2 separate regions of the Danio rerio genome follow, and region 2 is linked to region 1. Evidence: chromatin contacts called from public Micro-C data. All regions are on one chromosome and are shown on one strand. Each heading gives the region's core, a stretch centred on a gene start, on an enhancer-like site or on the middle of the called end of the contact. The rest is flanking DNA. Distances are from core to core; before and after follow the strand shown.

The links. A called contact is a pair of places that touch in the nucleus more often than the background predicts.
Region 2: a Micro-C map of caudal fin shows a contact between it and region 1, with 2.6 times the contacts expected there. The contact joins the promoter of errfi1b here to the promoter of uba1 in region 1. A contact is called at or near these places in 1 of 18 Hi-C or Micro-C datasets (caudal fin) and 1 of 4 datasets of contacts at active chromatin or transcription factors (embryo).

What each region holds. Positions count from the first base shown.
Region 1 is chr23:23,543,607-23,547,220 of GRCz12tu, forward strand. uba1 (ubiquitin-like modifier activating enzyme 1) reads left to right here and starts at 1,845. Exons shown (of 26, transcript NM_213062.1): 1 at 1,845-1,968.
Region 2 is chr23:23,739,896-23,743,509 of GRCz12tu, forward strand. It overlaps errfi1b (ERBB receptor feedback inhibitor 1b), which reads left to right and starts at 1,982. Exons shown (of 4, transcript XM_689863.10): 1 at 1,982-2,159.

The sequences.
Region 1 (3,614 bases), core at 595-3,094:
AACAAGACATACCTTTTCAATACAGAGTCAAAAGCTGCAACAAATAGGCCTGCTTAACTTCTTTTACAAGAAACAATGTCCTCTACGTCAGGGGTCAGGTCTTTTCTATCCAGTATTGTCAAACTTTGTTTACAGACTTCCAAGTATCATTTACCTTGGTGTTTATAGTACTGTATGTTTTGGATTTATTTACACCTTCTTCTTAAGTCAGGCGTGTCCAAACTACGGCCCGCGGGCCATCTGCGGCCCGCAATCAGTTTTGTGGCGGCCCACGAGGCTTTTTATAAATATCAATAGCATCTGGCCCGCTATACAAAAATGAACGTAATTCAATAAATAACCACCGGGTGTCGCTATTACATGCATTCAATTAAGCAGCAGTTCTTGTTATGATCTATCTATCTATCTATCTATCTATCTATCTATCTATCTATCTATCTATCTATCTATCTATCTATCTATGTCTGTCTGTCTGTCTATCTATCTATATACACACAGTTGAAGTCTGAATTATTAGCCACTCTTTGATTTATTTCTTCTTTTTTAAATATTTCCCAAATGATGTTTAACAGAGCAAGGACATTTTCAAAGTATGTCTGATAATATTTTTTTCTTCTGGAGAAAGACTTATTTGTTGTATTTCGGCTAGAATAAAAGCGGTTTTAATTTTTTTATGAACCATTTCATAAAGGTCAAAATTATTAGCCCCTTAAGTCTTCAGAACAAACCATTGTAATAAAATAACTTGCCTAATTACCTTAACTTGTAACTTGATTAACCTAGTTAAGCCTTTAAATGTCACTTTAAGCTGTATAGAAGTGTCTTAAAAATATCTAGTCAAATATTATTTACTGTCATCATGGCAAAGATAAAATAAATCAGTTATTAGAAATGAGTTACTAAAACTAATATGTTTAGAAATGTGTGGAAAAAAATCTTCTCTCCGTTAAACAGAAATTGGGGAAAAAATAAACGGGGGCTAACAATTCTGCCTTCAACTGTATATATATATATATATATATATATATATATATATATATATATATATATATATATATATATATATATATATATATATATATATATATATATATATGCGTGTCTGTGTGATGTGTGTAAAATTTGGCCCGCGACAACGTTGTTTTCTTTGCATCTGGCCCTCGGCCCAAAAAGTTTGGACACCCCTGTCTTAAGTAGTCAGCTTCTTCTGAACTATTAATATTTCCAGAAATCCTTTTGTAAGCTTTGAAAAGGAATCACAACGACAAAGCTGTGCGTTTTGCTGCTATTGATGCTCATTCAAATTGAAACAATTGAATGTGTAACTTTTCCTATTAATTTGATAGTCATTTCAAATTATAAAGTGAATGCAAAGCGCTGAGAACATTTTTAATTAATTTGTACAGTACGTAATTTTCCTTAGGCGTTCATATAAATTCACCTTAAAAACTTGCTGTTGATGATGAAACTTGTTTTTGTTGTTGATGATGACGATAAAATTCCATGTTCTTCCCAAAAGCAAATTGACGCACATTTCATACACTAAAAACTACTTTTCCCATGGTGGATAGCGCGACCCAAGCTTAGGGCGCGTCTATTGTATAGGTCGATAGGGGATATCAGTGTCGAAATAACGTTTTCGACAAGTTCTGTGAACGGTTTTCATCATTACACATCATTACATGCTACTAAATATATATATAAAACATTACCATCCGGTAATGTATTGCGTTAAAGCATCTGACTTCTCAAATACATACACGCGTTTGTGTTATTCCCCTGTATCTTGAATAGTGGCACAGTCTCAACTCAAACTCTGCACATGTTGGTTCTACGCTCATGAACTGAAGAATACTTGCCGAACTGTTAACGGTACAGGGAATAGCCGGTCAGGCAACCGTCCAGCCTCCCCTCACACTGGAAAGTCACGGAGCTCCCGCCACTTCCAGGGATAAAGTTACAGAAACGGTTTGATTTGACCTTTTTGTTGTTTATCTTTTGCCCGCGAGGTATTTCTGTATTCAGTACCGTGGAGAGGCCAAGTAATATCGGATGTGGTGAGTTCTGCATACTTATGTACCTAGCTAATGCTAACTAGCTAACGTGTCCACAAGAACAGTGTCACTGTTAGCTAAAGTCAAGTTTTTACCGCTCAAGTCAGATAGCCAGGCGCAACAATTTGCCTGTAAATATCATCTGGCCACTTTAGGAAGAGCCAGCTAACGGCATGCGCGAGACAATGCGCTCCATGCGCGCATCACGAGCCGGGGATAAAAGAAACCAACTCATCCTTGCGGAAAAGTTGGCCACTTCTCCCGTCATATGGTTTGGGTTATTTTTCATCCTTCCTTCATGATTTGCACGAAGGTTGCGCTAAGCTAACAAGCTTCGTTTTTGGCAAGCTAACATAACGTACTCCTAGAACGCTAGCCTAGATAGATAGCAAGATAATCTGAGTGCCCGCATATCTGCACAAATCCCAGTCTTAAAACTATCTCAAGATTCACGCTAGGAAAAAATGCATCAAATGCCGAATCCAACTCGTGGGGGTGTGAGGTACCCGGTTATTGTTTTGCCTCTCCGGTTAGATCACTGATCACTCAACCTGTTTATGTAACCCTCTCCATTGTTAGCATCGATTTGCTATACTGCGAACTCCAGCGTTTTAAAATCCCACGATTGCCTCTATAGTAAGCGTGCAATTGCTGTCTATAACTCATCTTATGAATGTGTTTTGCAGCGAGCTAAGTGGCTCACGCGGTTTTTGACTCTCAAGTGCAGGTGCGCGAGCGGCAGAATGATGCGATGCGTTGGGGGTTGTTGACAGGATTTGTACCTGCTGTACAGGTAACTCTGACAAGGTACATTTGCTTCTTATGTGCACCATATGCGAGAATAAGCGGCCCACTTGGGCCTTTGTCACAAGTACCACCCCATCCCCCAACGCTTATTGCTCTCAATTCCAAGAAAGCCCATGCCTAACCCCTCATTTTAGCGGTCATTGCTTTGAAAAGGCACTGTTTCCTATGGGTTGTGGGTTTAGAGGAGGTAAACTGCTCTTTGCAAAACAATAAGGGATATTCTTTTGAGTTTATGAATGTATAATTACATTAAGGTGCATTTAAACTTCGCAGAGATGTGTGTATTCGGGCTATTTTGCAGGGTATTATTCTATGGTTATTTCTTATGGCTTAATATTGTGCTCTTATTATCCCCATCCGTGTGGGTGAAATATTTTGCCCACGTGGTTTGTCAGTTATGTCTGCTCCTTGGTAAAATATTTGTGACCTACTTAATAGAGCCAGCTGTCAACAGGCAGGTTGCATGTCTTTGTTTATGTAAGATGGAGTGAATAATGCAAGATTTTCTTCACTGTTTGGGTACTTGACTAGTAAAACAGTTTAGGTTATCAAGTAGGCATTTTTTGGATCATGCGTCAGCCATTAATAAATTATCCTGCACATTTTCATTATTTATAATTGCAAAAAGGTTTTTGCATCATATAACACACCATAATAATCACCAAAATGTTGCTGTTAAAAATGGCTGGAATGTAGTTTGCATTAGCATGCAGAATAATTTAGACTTTTTTATTATTTTAAAAAATATATAAG
Region 2 (3,614 bases), core at 732-3,231, 200 kb after region 1:
GTACATACAGAATGTGTGTACCAGTATTTTCAAAAAGGATCTGTTCACACATACAGACCTAACTCAGTAATACAAACAGTAAAATGACCTTGGCTTTACTAAATAATTAAAAACTCAAGTCCTCATCTTTTGGAAAAGCTTGCAAAGCTTAAAAACAGCAACTTTTCAATATGTTTATAACATGAATCAAACTCCTCCAGTCCTCAGATACAATGACAGATTTTGAGGGTCAAAGTAGACGTTGTTCATGGATATAATGAAGACAAAAGACTGGCATTATGCACATTTGTTACAAAACTATGTTTTGTGGAGGAAATACTGAATCATTTCTAGCTGTTCTTTCTTTTGGGAGACAATAAATCCATTTATTGTACACTTTGATCTTTGAAGATTTGCAGATTTTACATTAATAAACAGTGTAGTTACACACTATAGAAGGCAGAATCTACTCATTTTACAAACCTTACTACTTTCAAAAACAGTTTCTCATCTACAGAGATGTTGATCAATTTGTTTCTACACATGAAAATATCAATCTTAAAAAGTAACATCAGGAGAAAGAGACATCTGGAGGATTTTCTCACTACATAACAGCCAAACAGCCATAACATTGGGTTACATAACTGTATTCTGGAATGATTTCCCACAAAAAAAGGCAAACCTAATGGCCATATTTGGCTTTATAAAAAAACTGTCGAAACCGCAAAAAGTGCAAATTAAATGTAAATCAAAGGCGGCAACACCAAGGCTCCAAGTGTTGGAGCCTTGGTGTTGCCGCCTTTGATTTACATATTTGGCTTTATGAAATAAATGAGCCCAAAGCCAAATACAATAAACACAACAACATTCGATTTGAGCCACAACATGCAGAGCAGTGGGATTATTACTTCATTGCTCATCACTGTGAATGTATAGTGTTTATATTATTATCATGCTAAACTGGGATTGTAATTTCTTCTCATTTTTATTTTTCAATACAGGACAGCACCTACTTTTTATAGGGCACACATTTTACCCCTTTTACAAGATTTAAGATGAGTCTTTTGTGTCTTCCGAATGTGTCTGTAAAGTTTCAGCTCAAAACACCCATCAGATTATTTATTATACCTTTCAGAATATTTGATTTTCTGCTTTGAACACACTGTAGCTGTTTTTGTTGCCTGTGTTTTCAATGCTAGTTCGCCCTGCCCAGCTTTTCCACATGCCTGTCTGAGTTTGCCTTAATTTTCATCTTGGCTGCATCAGATGAACAGCACAGTGACAGACATGATGGAAGCAGACCTCACATAGCGTTTGTGAGAAATACTAGTTAGAGCTTTCCCAATTATTATTTGATGAATTTGTTGTGGAGTTAATTTAAGCCTTTTCTGCATTGATGATCTCACACCCACACCCACACACACAGTGCGCACGTTTAGCTTTGCACTGTTTTTGCATGACAAATGTGACATGATACACATTAATATCCACTGCTGTATGGTCATCCGTCTTAACATCCACAAACTTGACGTGTCTTCCTTCATATGGACATGCAGCTGTGGTGATAAAGACAGTAAAATTACTGTAACTCATTACAAACATCTTTTAAAAACATTCAAAACGGCTGTTTAAAAACAGCTGTCGATCAATTTGGTAGGCAGGGAAATCGCACTCCTACATCACCTTGCATTGGGTCTCAAAATGGGGGGGATTTGGTCCAATTTTAACGTGAATTATTTTTATTAAACAGCTTATTGTCTTTATATCACCCCAGTATGACTGTGGACACATTATACCTACACACAGTTCTGTCCAAACAGCTTTTTTTCAGATGATTTTCATCACAGGTGCCCTTTAAGTAATTACCTACATATGAGCACCAAGCATTCTGGTTGTCACAAGCCATATAAGGTCTGACTGAACGGCTCCTTTAAGACAGTGGGCAGAGCCTTCGGTCTGACGTGGACAGCCTATATAAATAGTTTCCAGCTCGTTGCTTTCCATGATGAAAGCGGCAAGTTGAGCGGCAGAATTTTCAACTACACGTGCGATTTGTTTAATATTTTGCGGGGAATATCTTATGAAGATACACAGGGATTACCCACAACACTTGTCTGACTTATACTGGACATAAAAAACCGTCAAACAACCCATATACGCAACCCTACGAGACATAACCTGTGAGTAGTTTTAAATATTTTTAAAGTAGCTTATGTTTTTACACTATATTGAAATGTGAGAAAATGTTAAGTGCAGTTCACGGCGTACGTGCTTAGGACCTGAATATACAGCAAAAGATGATTCTCACCTGAGTCAGAAAGGGTTTGTCAGTGGGTGTGTGTTGAAATCGATGTAGAAAACCTGTCCACATATCAGAACAATCTTTATATTCACACTGTGCAATTTTGTACTTTACGAGCTGCCCTGCGTCACCCGGGACGACTGTTTACAAGACAACAACCGGTTGAGTACGACCTGTCCCGTGTAGTAGTAACCTGGTTTATCATTTACCACAGATGTTTGAACTCTTGCACGTCTGTAGTGGATCAGTGCCTCCAGCTCCTTTTGCTTTCCTGTCATCTGTTTATTGTGTCTATTTAGTTCCCCCCATATGTACTTGAAAGTAAAAATGTCCCAGCTGAAAGTTTCTTTATTATGAGGACGTGATGAGGACGCCTGTGCTTGGAGATTGATTTTCAAATAACTACTTCTTGTCTGATAAGTGTGCCTGCTGATTCGGTGGAAATGAGAATGTCTTTAGGTATCGCAAAAGGAGTGCCTGTTGTCTGATGGGTGTTAAGTAGCTATTATTGCATGCATTATTATGTAATTATATAATTAAAGGAAATAATTAATTAAGGTGAGGTATAGTGGTGTATTGAAATAATTGAGGAGAAAACGTGTATGTTCTAACTGCAGGATCATAGATCCAATTATATACTGTAGAGTTTGTATTTGATAGATTTATATGTGTTAAATATTACTGAATTATGTTTTAGAATTTATTAAAATGTTAAGGAATATTATATTACCCAAATTATCTACTAATTTTCTTTAATTAAAAAGAATATATTTTAACTGATTTTTTAAAGCATGTGCGTGAACAATATGCATAATATTATATAGGACTTTTTTACATATGTGAAAATATGGTACTTTATAAATATGAAGTATATGCAATTTGATGACCAAAACTCACGTTTGATAATATAATATAATATAATATAATATCATTCATTCATTCATTCATTCATTCATTCATTCATTCATTCATTCATCATTTTCTTGGCTTAGTCGCTTTATTAATCTGGGGTCATTACAGTGGAATGAACCACCAACTTATCCAGCATATGTTTTACACAGCGGATACCCTTCCAGCTGCAACCCATCACTGGGGAAATATAATATAATATAATATATTGTAATTAATATAAATTAATGTAATATAATATATTTACCATATATTAATATAATATATGGAAGGGCATCCGCTGCATAAAACACGTGTTAAGTTGGCAATTCATTCTGCTATGGCGACCCTGGATTAAAAAAGGGACTAAGCCGAAAAAAATGAATAATATAATATAATATAATATAATATAATATAATATAATATAATATAATATAATATAATA